Linked DNA regions of Sus scrofa: regions 2 and 3 are each linked to region 1. A link is a contact called in public Hi-C and HiChIP or PLAC-seq data. All regions are on one chromosome and are shown on one strand. Each heading gives the region's core, a stretch centred on a gene start, on an enhancer-like site or on the middle of the called end of the contact. The rest is flanking DNA. Distances are from core to core; before and after follow the strand shown.

Region 1 (3,619 bases), core at 452-2,951:
GGACTAGACTATCCTCTCAAGCCATGTCCTAGCAGAAAACTGATATTTCATTGTTAAAATTAAGTAGGTGGGATTTGGTTCCTACCCTCGAGTGCCCCAACATTCAAGGAGAGAAAAATATAAGTGGAGAAAATTAATTAAATCCAACTTTTTGATCCGTATTTTTTTCCTACATCGTTGACATCTGCCAATGCTTATCAATTCTTAAGCATTAACAGATGATAAAATACATATCATCATGAGCAATTAGTTACATATGTTAATCCTCACAAAACCAAGAACAGGCATGTATCATTAATCCAATACTACAGACTAAGGTTTAAAGAGGTGATATAATCTGGGCAAGATCACAAAATAAATGGCAAGGTCTAACTTTGAACTTAAACCCTCTGTCTCCAAAGTCTGGCCTCTTAACCACTTTACAACACTATTTTCAAGTATTAATAACTAAATTATTTTTAGTTTCTTTTTGCTTTTCTAGATGTGTATTCTTGACTGTTGTTTTTTTAATGTAAGCATCGTTTCCTATTTTTAACTAGCTAAATTATTCCTGGTTTCTATGACGGCAATTCCAGGATCCCCATGAGTGCAAATATCCAAATGGGAACCCCGATCTAACCTCTACGAGCTCTCTAGTGAGTCTTCTGGCATTCTTTTCTTAAACGAGAGAAATAAGCTTACAACCAATTCAAGATCTAACATAACGACCTACGTATATCTATTTATTAAAGACTTCTCGCGTGCGGATAAGAAGCTGATTTTTCTTCCCCAGTGGTTTGAAAGAAGGCAAAACCCCGGATGACCCGCACAGGAGAGCTGGGATTGCAATTCATCAGATCTCTCACCTTCCGAGAGCCATTAATACATGATGTTTGAGGGTCAAAACGAGACACTGGGACAAGTGAGTCCTGGTCACCGTCTCTAAGGGGAAGCGGCACAGACACAAATATACTTCCCTGCTCGGCGGTACCAAGGACCTTATCTTAAAGAGTGCTTAGAGACCAGGGGTGCACCAGGCCTCCCCTCCGCCGACGACTCAAGAGGTGCGGTGGGGGATAGCACGAGCTTTCCAGCAGTCGCCCAGCCACACTCCCGCTGTGCCACCCATCTCCCCGCAAGTTCCTGGGGGAAGGGCTTCCCGTCCCTTCGCTCAGGACCTGAAGACCGAAGAAGCCAAACCTCGGCCCCACCTGGGCGCGGCTTCGGCGGCCAGGCCCAGAGCACTCACCATCGTTCTCGTCGCTGTGCCGCCGCCGTGACATGCCGCACGTTGTGTATGCGGCGGAGCCTAGACGCCGGGCGGGAAGAGCGGCAGGAACCGTCGGGCAGCCGGCCGGCGCGAGGACAGCGGCGAGGCTCACGAAGTGGCCCGCGCGCAGGCGCACTCGCTCGCGACGGCTCCCGGAAGCGCAAGGGGGAGAAGTGGCCGGGTGGGCTCGGCGGGCTCGGATCCCGGAGAGCCGGCGTCTGGAACCTCACCAAGCCACTGCCGCCTCGTCCGCACGCAACCGCCCCCTCGGGCTGCCTCCGCCTCTCCGCTGCTTCCTTCGCCCGCCTCCGCGGGAAGTCCTTCCGGGGCCACGCGGAGAGCACCGCCTCCCCAGGCGGCCGGAGCCCGCAGGCCGCGAGCCACGCCTTGGCGGGGGTGGTCTAGGAGGGACGCTCTAGTTCAGACTCCCTCCACTTCAGACTCCCCCCCGGGCCTCTCAGTGGTTTTCCCGGCGGCCCTTTCGCTAACGGCCTAGACTTCCGGGGCGAGGTGAGGTCCCCGGCGTTCCTTCCTACGTAAACAGGGGCGGGGGCTGGAGGTGCAAGGGTGGTGAGAGGTGACAATTGCTAGGCGGAGACGGTTTGGTGAAGAAAGATCTAAGAAAGGATCTGGACTGGCGGGTACGTGCTCATCTTTCTCCCACTTCCGGGCCTCTGCCGACTCGGGAAAGCTGGGAGGAGAGATTGGGCCAGGCCCGGCGCGCGGGGTGGGGCCCAAGCGGGAAGCGGCGCCGCTCGAGCAGCTCTGGGGACCGAAAGACCCTGCCTAGCTTGAGCTTGCTGCTCTGCGGTTAGCTTCTGACCGTCGTCTGACCTCTCGCCCCTCTGAGTTGTTGATCGCTTTAGTAATGTTTCCAGTGGTTATTGGATACTTCCATTATGTGTATGTGAATATTCTCCGCCCTGACCTCTGTGGTGAACACCACGGCTGCTTATCTGCTTTGTCGATGGCCATTTGAAATTTCACACGCGTGAAATGAACCTTTCATTCTCCTAGCCTAACCTAGCCTAACCTATTGCTCCTTCACTTTTACGCATCCATCCGATTGCTTAATCCAAAAATGTAGGTAGGAGTCATTCTTGGCTCCTTACTTACTACCTAATGAACTATCAGTAAACCTTATCAGCTCTACTTTCAAAACCGATCTGGAATCAGTTACTCCTTTTTTACTACTCTCTCATGACTTTGCGATGTAAAGTAACCTGACCTACAGGGTCCTACTCTTTTATCACTATGCTCCAACAATTCTTACTTTCTTCCTGTACCTCCAGTAAGGCAAGCTTGTTCACCCTTTAGGCATTTATATTCCTTTGCCTGAAGATTTCTACCCTTAAGTATGCATGGATGGCTCCTTGGCATTTCAGTCCCAGCTCAAGCATCAGCCCCCTTAGGAATCCTTCCCTGGCCACCCAACCTTTTACTCCATACCACAAATATTGTATTTATTATGTGCCAGGCAGTGTTCTAGACATTGAGGAGGCTGAGGTGAACGAAGGAAAACCCCTGCTTTCTCAGTGCTGATGACCGGTTGAGGAATCCAGCAAACTGCAGTCAGAGGTGGTGGGCAAAAATAGAAAAAGATGCGATTAGGGTGTGGTGGGAAAGGCTTTATAAGAACCTTGGACTTTATCTGATGCCTTTAAAAGCCTTTGGAGGGAGAGATCTGACTTATTTTTAAAGTCACCCCTCTTGCTCTTACGGGAGAAGGGCAGTTAGGCAATTGCAATAATTCATGCAAGAAATAATGGTTGCTTAAGTGGGGTTGGTAGGGAAGGTAGTGCAGTGTCATCTGATGTGATTATATTTCAAAAGCAGAATTGACAGGATTTTCAATACTCTGAAAGAGTGAGGAGACAAGAATCCCAAAGTTTTTTCCTGAGTAACAGGAAGAATGGAATTGTTGTTTACAGAGGTGAGGAAGACAAGGAGAGCAAGTTAAGAGCTGGATTTTTTTTTTCTTTCTAATAGTTTGGTTTATTGTTTATTATTTATTTTTTGTCTTTTGAGGGCACATGGAGGTTCCCAGGCTAAGGGTCAAATTGGAGCTGCAGCCAATGGCCTGCACTACAGCCACAGCAATGCAGGATCCAAGCTGCGTCTGTGACCCATACCATAGCTCATGGCAACGCCAGATCCTTAACCCACTGAGCAGGCTGGGGATGGAACCTGTATCCTCATGGATACTAGTCAGATTCATTTCTGCCGAGCCTCGATGGGAACTCCTGTTTTTTATTTTATTATTTTTAAGGCCCTATCTGCAGCATATGGAAGTTCCCAGGCTAGGGGTCAATTCAGAGCTGTACCTGCTGGCCTATGCCACAGCATCGTGGGATCCAAGCCACATCAGTG
Region 2 (3,619 bases), core at 685-3,184, 1.3 Mb after region 1:
CACACACAGGTTTTCACTGGTTTTGTTTTGTACACATATGGGATCATTAGGGATAAAGAGTCACACTACATATACGGTGTATGTCAATGTATTGCAATCCTCTATAGATGCACATTCGCATTGTTTCTTTTTTTTCTTCCACTAACAAAGCTGTGATCAACATTCCCCTATATATTTTACCACATTTGTTTATTTAAGTAGAATTTCCAGAAATGAATTGCCAGCTAGAAGGGAATGAAATTTTGTTTTGTTTTGTCACTGCCAGAGGCAGGGTGGAACCCCAACTACAGCAGTGACTAAGCTGGATCCTTAACCTGCTGAGCCACCAGGAAACTCCATGAATGCCTAATTTAAAATTTGAAGATACTAAGTGATCTTCAGAGGGCAGCAATGACACTCCTAAACTACAATATAGGATGGGACTTTTTCAAACACGTTCCTAAGTGCTGAACATACAAATCTTTTTAATTTTTGCCAGTCTGTAAATCTGAGATAACATTTTAGCTCACATATGTTTCTAAGGGTCACATAGGTGAAGAGACTTCTCACATTACCTGGCTTACTGTCAGCATTCCGTTTTTTTTCTCAATCACCCAGTCTGGCAATAAAATACGTGTAAGGGCTACAAAATGTCAGGGAATCTTAATGAACAATAATTTACCATCAGACCTCATTGAAGCCTTAAAGAAAAAAACCTCGAGGGCAACATTTCCAACCTGTACAGTGAAGGGACAGATCAGCTGCAAAGATAACTTGAGTGTCACATTCTGAAGTGGGGTGTTCCCTTTTAAAAATAGTCTGTCTTCCCTCCACCCCCGCCCCGCCGCCCCAAGAATCAAGCTGCGTTCCCAGCCTGCCTTAAACTCTGGAGTCGCGCCATGCCCCTTACACTTCCCGTCGGGGAAGGCCCCTCCCAGGCTTCCTTGCCTCCTCTTCACCCAGGGAAAGAGAGCTTCTTTCTGCCCCAGGGCCCGGTGCCCTCGGAAGCCCTCCAGCCAGTGTCCCTCAGAGCTTGGCCTCTCCATCCGAGCGTGCACCTGGAGGTCTGGAAGCCACCCGGAGCTTACTCTTTTCTGAGAGCGTCACTTCGAAGTCCGCCACCCTTCCACATTCCCAATGCTGTTCTTTAGAGGTTTGGTTCTGGAGACTGCAGGCTTATTTGACCTGCGGCAGGTAATGCAGAGCAAAGTGCCAGTGGGGAGCCGGGAGGCACCAGCGCTTCGAGACGCTGGCACCTAGATTGGACGTAGGGCTGCGTCGGACCCAACTTCTGTGAGATGAACAGAATTTTTGGTTCAACATCTTTAGCTTGGATTTTGTCTTAATTCAACCTATATAGCTTCCTGAAATTATATTTTATTCCTTCCAAAGTCTACGAGATGGGAACTCAACCTCGGACACCGTGCGTGAGTGGGTCCCACGAAGGAAATTCGCATCCCATAGGGAGCCGGTGGTCACCGAAGTGCCGGGCGCCGAGAAGGTAGGGAAATCCTTCAAGTCCAGCCAGTGGTGGGACACACACTACCTCGCGGGCTCGCCTTACCCCTGGCTCAGACCAAAGGCAGTCGTGGTTGTGATTGGTGGAATTAGGAAAACCAGCTGGTCTCACCCACAATGGGCCTGGATTGGCCTCCACACTCAGTCGCTTTTCTACAGTCTAAATCTAGAACCGCTTAGTGATAAATCCCGCCTTCAAAGGCGTTTGATAACAGTTTTATGTGTTGTAAGGCAAACGGTGATTGGTCACAGAGCTCACGGATTCTGTCGGTAGTAAACACAGCGAGGCTCCTGGGACCGCGGATTGGTCAGTGTTCCGGGGGCCGAGTAAATTCCTCCAGATACCGCGCGCCGGCTGGCTGCACTTCTGTCCCGGCCCCGCCCTCTCCCCTTCTGATTGGTTGCACCCCTGCCGGAGGGGACGAGAAATGCCGCGGAGTAGGCGATCTCGCGTTGCGTCACTTCCGTTTACTGTGTGCAGCCGCCGCGGTGTTCTCAAGAGTGCCGCGGCGAAGGGGTTGAAGGAGCTGGGCAACAAGAGGCGGGGTGGACGGAAGAGGGAGGAAATCCCATCACCGAGGAGCCAGCCTGGACGTTCCGGTCTTCTGCCACACTGTCGGGTCGGATCGAAGAAGGGTCACCGCCTCCTCCAGCGAGAAGGGGGGCGGAGCCCGGCTCAGGTGAGGCGACTCTGTCAGCGGGAGCGGTGGTGGCGCGCGCTGGCGCGCTCACGTGGAGACAGTTGAGCTCTGGGGGAGCTGGGTGGGCGGCGCGATCAGGGTCTTGTCTAGGTGTCTGGGCGCGCGCCGAAGCGTACCGGTGCCCCCCCGCGTCTGCCCTGCCTGTCTTTCCTGAGGGTTATTGTTACCCTCAGAGCGGAGGGGCCAAGGCGGGTGGGAGGCGTGTTCTGCGCAGGCGTCCCCCGCGTCCCGACGCCAGGCTGTCTGTCCGCCGAGTGGGGCGGGGGCTCTTGCCCCCTCTGATCTGCGGGCGGGCTACGTTGGTTCCTGGGATCGCGTGGGAAAGACCAGCACCCTGGCAGGGTGAATAGAGAATCTGCGGAATGGGGTCGGGTGGCTTCCTTGCCCCTGTCCTGGGTCTCATTGAGCGACGAGGTTTCGTTTCACCAGAGCAAGGCCAAGGCGAGCTGGAATCGGGAACCGGCGGCTGAACCAGGAGGGGCGGAGCCAGTGTTTTGGAATGCCGCAACTAAAAGGACTAAAGTGTTTATAGGCATTTATTGAAAACCCACTGCTTCCAGGCTTCGTGCTAGGAGGTGTAGGGGATGCAGTGGTAAGAACAGTCTGTCCCCCTCCTCCCTTGTTTGGAGGACATACAGGTTTATGCATGTTAGGCAGTGAACTAAGGGGAGTTGAAGGTTAGTTTTTTTCCTTCCAAAAAGGTCATTTGCTATTAAGTCAGTCTGTATTCTGGCCTTGTGGACGATACTGTGGAAGCTAATTTCTGAATAGGACACAAATCCTGAATATTTAACTTGGCAAAAAATTTTTACATAAAGGCGCAGTAAAAGCTTCATTGCTAAGTGGTATACTTGGGTTCTGGGGTTAATTTTAATTAGTGGAAGTAAGAAACCTTTCACCTTCAGGAATTGAAGCAAAAATATTTCCAAAATGTGTTTCTATGCTTCTCTGTTTTAGTAGGTAGAAGATATGACATACATTGGGATCTTTTCTTTAGAGGTTGAAGAGAATGCTGTGCCTTACTCATCAATGATGATTTGTTGTCGTTATATAGGCTGTTGTGCCTTAGATAATTTTGAAAAGGTGGGCTGAATGCCTCATTTTCTGGAGAAACTGAATTCAGTGAAGTGCTATGATTTGGGTTGTGAGGATGGTAAGCTAAAAGATTAGCGGTGAGGGAAGAGAATTTTAAAGAAAAGCCCCTAAACCAAGGAAAGGCCTCCCACTATTGCTTTAACCCCCTCTGGAAATCCCAGGAAACTTGGGAAGACTGGCTGTGCCACCACTGCCAGCTTGGTGACCTGCCAGTTAAGACTTAACAGGTCGAGGACCTGTTCTGGTCTCTTGCGTTCTGCTAAATAAACAAACCAGGATTTTTTTTTTTTTTTTTTTTTTAAAGAGTCCTGAAGTCAACTTGTTTT
Region 3 (3,619 bases), core at 679-3,178, 1.3 Mb after region 1:
ACTGTTCCTTACATGCTCCCAGGACCATGGAAATGGCTAATATACTCCTCAATCATAGCCAAGTTTTCCTGCTTCCCCATGTTTGTCCTTGGTGTCCTCTTCACTTGGAATATTAGCCTCAGCTGTCAAACCTTCCTCCATCCTTCAGGGCTCCAATGCATCCTGCCACAAGAAGGCATTCTGGCAAGCAGAGCGCACTTTGCCCTGCTCTGTACCCTCCCTCCCTGGAATCCTGAACTTTGTCTCCTTATGTGTAAGTGTCCCCTACATCCAGTTCTCACTTCTCTAGATCAGTGGTTCTCAACCCAGGGAAATACCCCTATGGGGACATCTGGGAATGTCTGACATGCTATTGTCACAACGAGGAGGTGCTAGGTATATTTGGGTAGAGACCAGGGAAGCTGCTAAACACCAGGGATGTGCAGAACAGTCCCCACAACAAAGAATTATCTGGGTCAGAAGGTCAGTCGTGCTGAGATTGAGAAATGCTGCTCTAGATTATGAGCTCCCTCCGGGTGGGGCCATGTCTGACTTAGTTGTCTCCCTAGCTGCTTACGGCCCAGAGCCACAGTGGGGGTTCAATAGATGGTTGCTGAATGAACAAATGAATAAAGGGCTATCATTTCACCATAAGTGTGAAACTGAATGGAGCCTGCTCCCACACACCAGCCTGCTGGGGCTCAAAGTTCTTTAAGGCTAATCTGCTATCCCCTGCTTTTCTCCTCTCACTCCCTTCCACACCCAAGGGGCCTCCTGAAGCCTGCAGAGTGGAGAAAACAAGCTACTGCAGCACTTACCAGGATCCGCTGACTCCTCTTCCTGGGGTTTGTGGAATCATTGCTCTTGTACAAGGTGAAGCGCATGTTGCCTGGATTCTGCAGCTTCCCATTGGAGAACTGGACTGTAAGATTGTAGCCCAGGAATGACATGAGAGCAGAAGGACCAAGAGAGTATGATGCAGAGGAAACAGACAGTCAATGAGAGGGAGTGACTGAAGGAATGGGGATGGCAAAGAGGCCCAGGTCCTGGCCCAAAGGAGGTTTTTTTTTGTTTTTTGTTTGTTTTTTGTCTTTTCTGGGGCCAAATTCGCGGCATATGGAGGTTTCCAGGCTAGGGGTCTAATCAGAGCAGTAGCCACCGGCCTACGCCAGAACCACAGCAATGCGGGATCCGACCACCACCACAGCTCACGTCAACGCCGGATCCTTAACCCAATGAGCAAGGCCAGGAATCAAACCCGCAACCTCATGGTTCCTAGTCGGATTCGTTAACCACTGAGCCATGATGGGAACTCCCCAAAGGAGGGCTTAAGGAGATCCGGATCCAGGTGGGAAGAGGATGGGGAGGGGATGGGAAGGTAAGGGGAGGCCTGAGGAGAGAGGGGCTTCGACGGGAGGGAATAACTAGGGGAAATGGGACTAACTGACGAGGCCTGGACCAGACCTAAAAAGATAAAGAAAAATTCTGCCCAATGGAGGAAAGTAAATGGAGCAGGTTTGAGACTTGATGGGTGAGGAGATGACCGGGTCTAGAGTACTGGGAAGGGGTAACTGGTAAGGCCTCATTCAGCGGGAAGGTGGTGACAGAAACGCGGTGAGATGACAGAGGAACCCTGGCCGAGCCCTAAGTAGCAGTAGAGCCTGGAAGGGATCTGGCCCAGCTGAGAAGGGGGACGGACCAGTAAGGGAAGACGAGGGCTGTAGATACCGAGACAGAAAGGGAGGAAGTTACAGGGAGCTCTGCTCCGGCTCCGCAGTCCTTACCCAGTAAAGCTCTCTGGCTCTCTTCGGGGTCTCCACAGTACAGCCACCTTGCACTCGGCAACACCTCCGCCGCCATCTCGCCCTTCTACCGCCAAGCACAGGAGTTAAGACAACTGCGTCCGCTAGGTACACGCGGGTGGAAAAAAAAAAAAAAAAAAGGCAGGGCGGAAGAGGCGTGGCCTCTCCGGGCACCGCCCTGCGCACGCAGAGATGCGTGGCTCCGCCCCCATCAGGCCCGGCCCCTAAGCGCTGTCTCGCTGAGCTCTGAGGCGGGCCATCCCCTCTCACTCTTCGCCCGCCCCTCCGCGTGGAGAGGCGGGGTCTCTGCGCTCCCTATGCCCCGCTCCTTCCTCCGCAGCAAGGCGCAACACGTGATTGGCCCAGCACTCGGCCTGCTCTTTACAGGTCGTGTGCCGCTAGGGAGCACACTACCTTCAGGTCTTGCTTTAGCGCATAGACGGGTTTCTTCGCGGCTGAGTCTAGGTAGGGTATGGTCTATCTCTACCACCGAGGCAAATAAGTCTTACTGACGCCTGAAAGTCCAAGTTCAAATTTAGAATTTTTCGATAGGCAATCCTTGCACGCTAACTAAATGTGGCGACTGGCGGAGACCGGCCGCTTTCCAGGACCTCCATCCACACACCTGGATATCAATCCTTAAGCCCAAACGTGATCCACAATCCTGTAAACAGTAACATGACCTCATCTTCTCGGACCTTGGCACAGTACCACCTGTGGTTCAATCAACTCTGAGAGTATGGACCAGTGGGAGAGGCCCAGCAGACTCAAAGCTTCTGGGGTGGACAAGAAGGGGGAACCAGAAGGCATGGTCCTTTGTCCCCGCGGATTCAACCCTCCCTACCGCATGGGGAGTTATTAGGCAAAAAGGAGGATTAAAGCAGATCTTTCAGCATGGGCCCAGGCTAGGACCCGTTTTTCTCAGTCAAAGGAGGGTACTGTTGAAGGGAAAGAACCAGGTTGACTCATCTGTGTTTTCCAAATTGCCTTCTTTTGAGACTTCCCCTCCCCCTGCACGTACTTCCAAGATGATCTAAAAAACATTAACACCTGGGAGTTCCCTTCGTGGCGCAGTGGTTAACGAATCCGACTAGGAACCATGAGGTTGCGGGTTCCGTCCCTGCCCTTGCTCAGTGGGTTAAGGATCCGGCGTTGCCGTGAGCTGTGATGTAGGTTGCAGACGCGGCTCGGATCCCGCGTTGCTGTGGCTCTGGCGTAGGCCGGTGGCTACAACTCCGATTAGACCCCTAGCCTGGGAACCTTCATATGCCACTGGAGCGGCCCAAGAAACGGCAAAAAGACAAAAAAAAAAAAAAAAAAAAGATAACACCTGAGCTCTCCTTTTTCTGAGCAAGTCTTTTCTAATTACCAAATCTCAACTTACAGAAAAATTGCAAGTACAGTGCAAAGAAATTTTCTGGCCCTGAACTTTTTAGAGTAAGTTATCAACCTGATGCCCCATCACACCTGAAGACCATGTATAGTATTTCCTACAGACAAAAACGATCCCTAAATGGCTACACTACAGCCATAAAAATCAGGAAATTAACATTGCTACATTACTACCATATACTCATCATTTCCCACTTCAGTTCATCAGCTCTTCTGGTAATGTCTTTATAACAGAAGATCTTGTCCAGAATCACATATTGCATTTAGCTGGCATAGCTCTGTAGTCTCCTTCCACCAAAAACAGTTTCTTACTCTGACTTTGAATTTTAAAGTTCACAGGCCAGTTATTTTGAATGTCCTTCAATCTGTTTGTCTAATGTTTCTCTAATGTTTCCAAGTGATTAGCTTCAGGTTATGCATCTTTGGCAGAAATTTTACAAATATGA

What was found. Hi-C and Micro-C count contacts between places; a contact is called where the count stands out from the background. HiChIP or PLAC-seq counts read pairs in DNA pulled down with a chosen protein or histone mark.
Region 2: a contact with region 1 is called in a Hi-C map of heart right ventricle, with 3 times the contacts expected there. The contact joins the promoter of ZBTB5 here to the promoter of NCBP1 in region 1. A contact is called at or near these places in 1 of 47 Hi-C or Micro-C datasets (heart right ventricle) and 1 of 2 datasets of contacts at active chromatin or transcription factors (skeletal muscle).
Region 3: an H3K27ac HiChIP or PLAC-seq map of alveolar macrophages shows a contact between it and region 1. The contact joins the promoter of POLR1E here to the promoter of NCBP1 in region 1. A contact is called at or near these places in 1 of 5 promoter capture datasets (liver) and 1 of 2 datasets of contacts at active chromatin or transcription factors (alveolar macrophages).

The regions. Positions count from the first base shown.
Region 1 is chr1:239,490,659-239,494,277 of Sscrofa11.1, reverse strand. It overlaps NCBP1 (nuclear cap-binding protein subunit 1), which reads right to left and starts at 1,701. Exons shown (of 24, transcript XR_002336867.1): 1 at 1,229-1,701. TSTD2 (thiosulfate sulfurtransferase/rhodanese-like domain-containing protein 2) reads left to right here and starts at 1,395. Exons shown (of 10, transcript XM_005660262.3): 1 at 1,395-1,759.
Region 2 is chr1:238,175,792-238,179,410 of Sscrofa11.1, reverse strand. ZBTB5 (zinc finger and BTB domain-containing protein 5) reads left to right here and starts at 1,934. Exons shown (of 2, transcript XM_021066137.1): 1 at 1,934-2,177.
Region 3 is chr1:238,195,968-238,199,586 of Sscrofa11.1, reverse strand. It overlaps POLR1E (DNA-directed RNA polymerase I subunit RPA49), which reads right to left and starts at 1,928. Exons shown (of 12, transcript XM_021066147.1): 1 at 1,764-1,928; 2 at 798-901. The coding sequence starts at 1,839.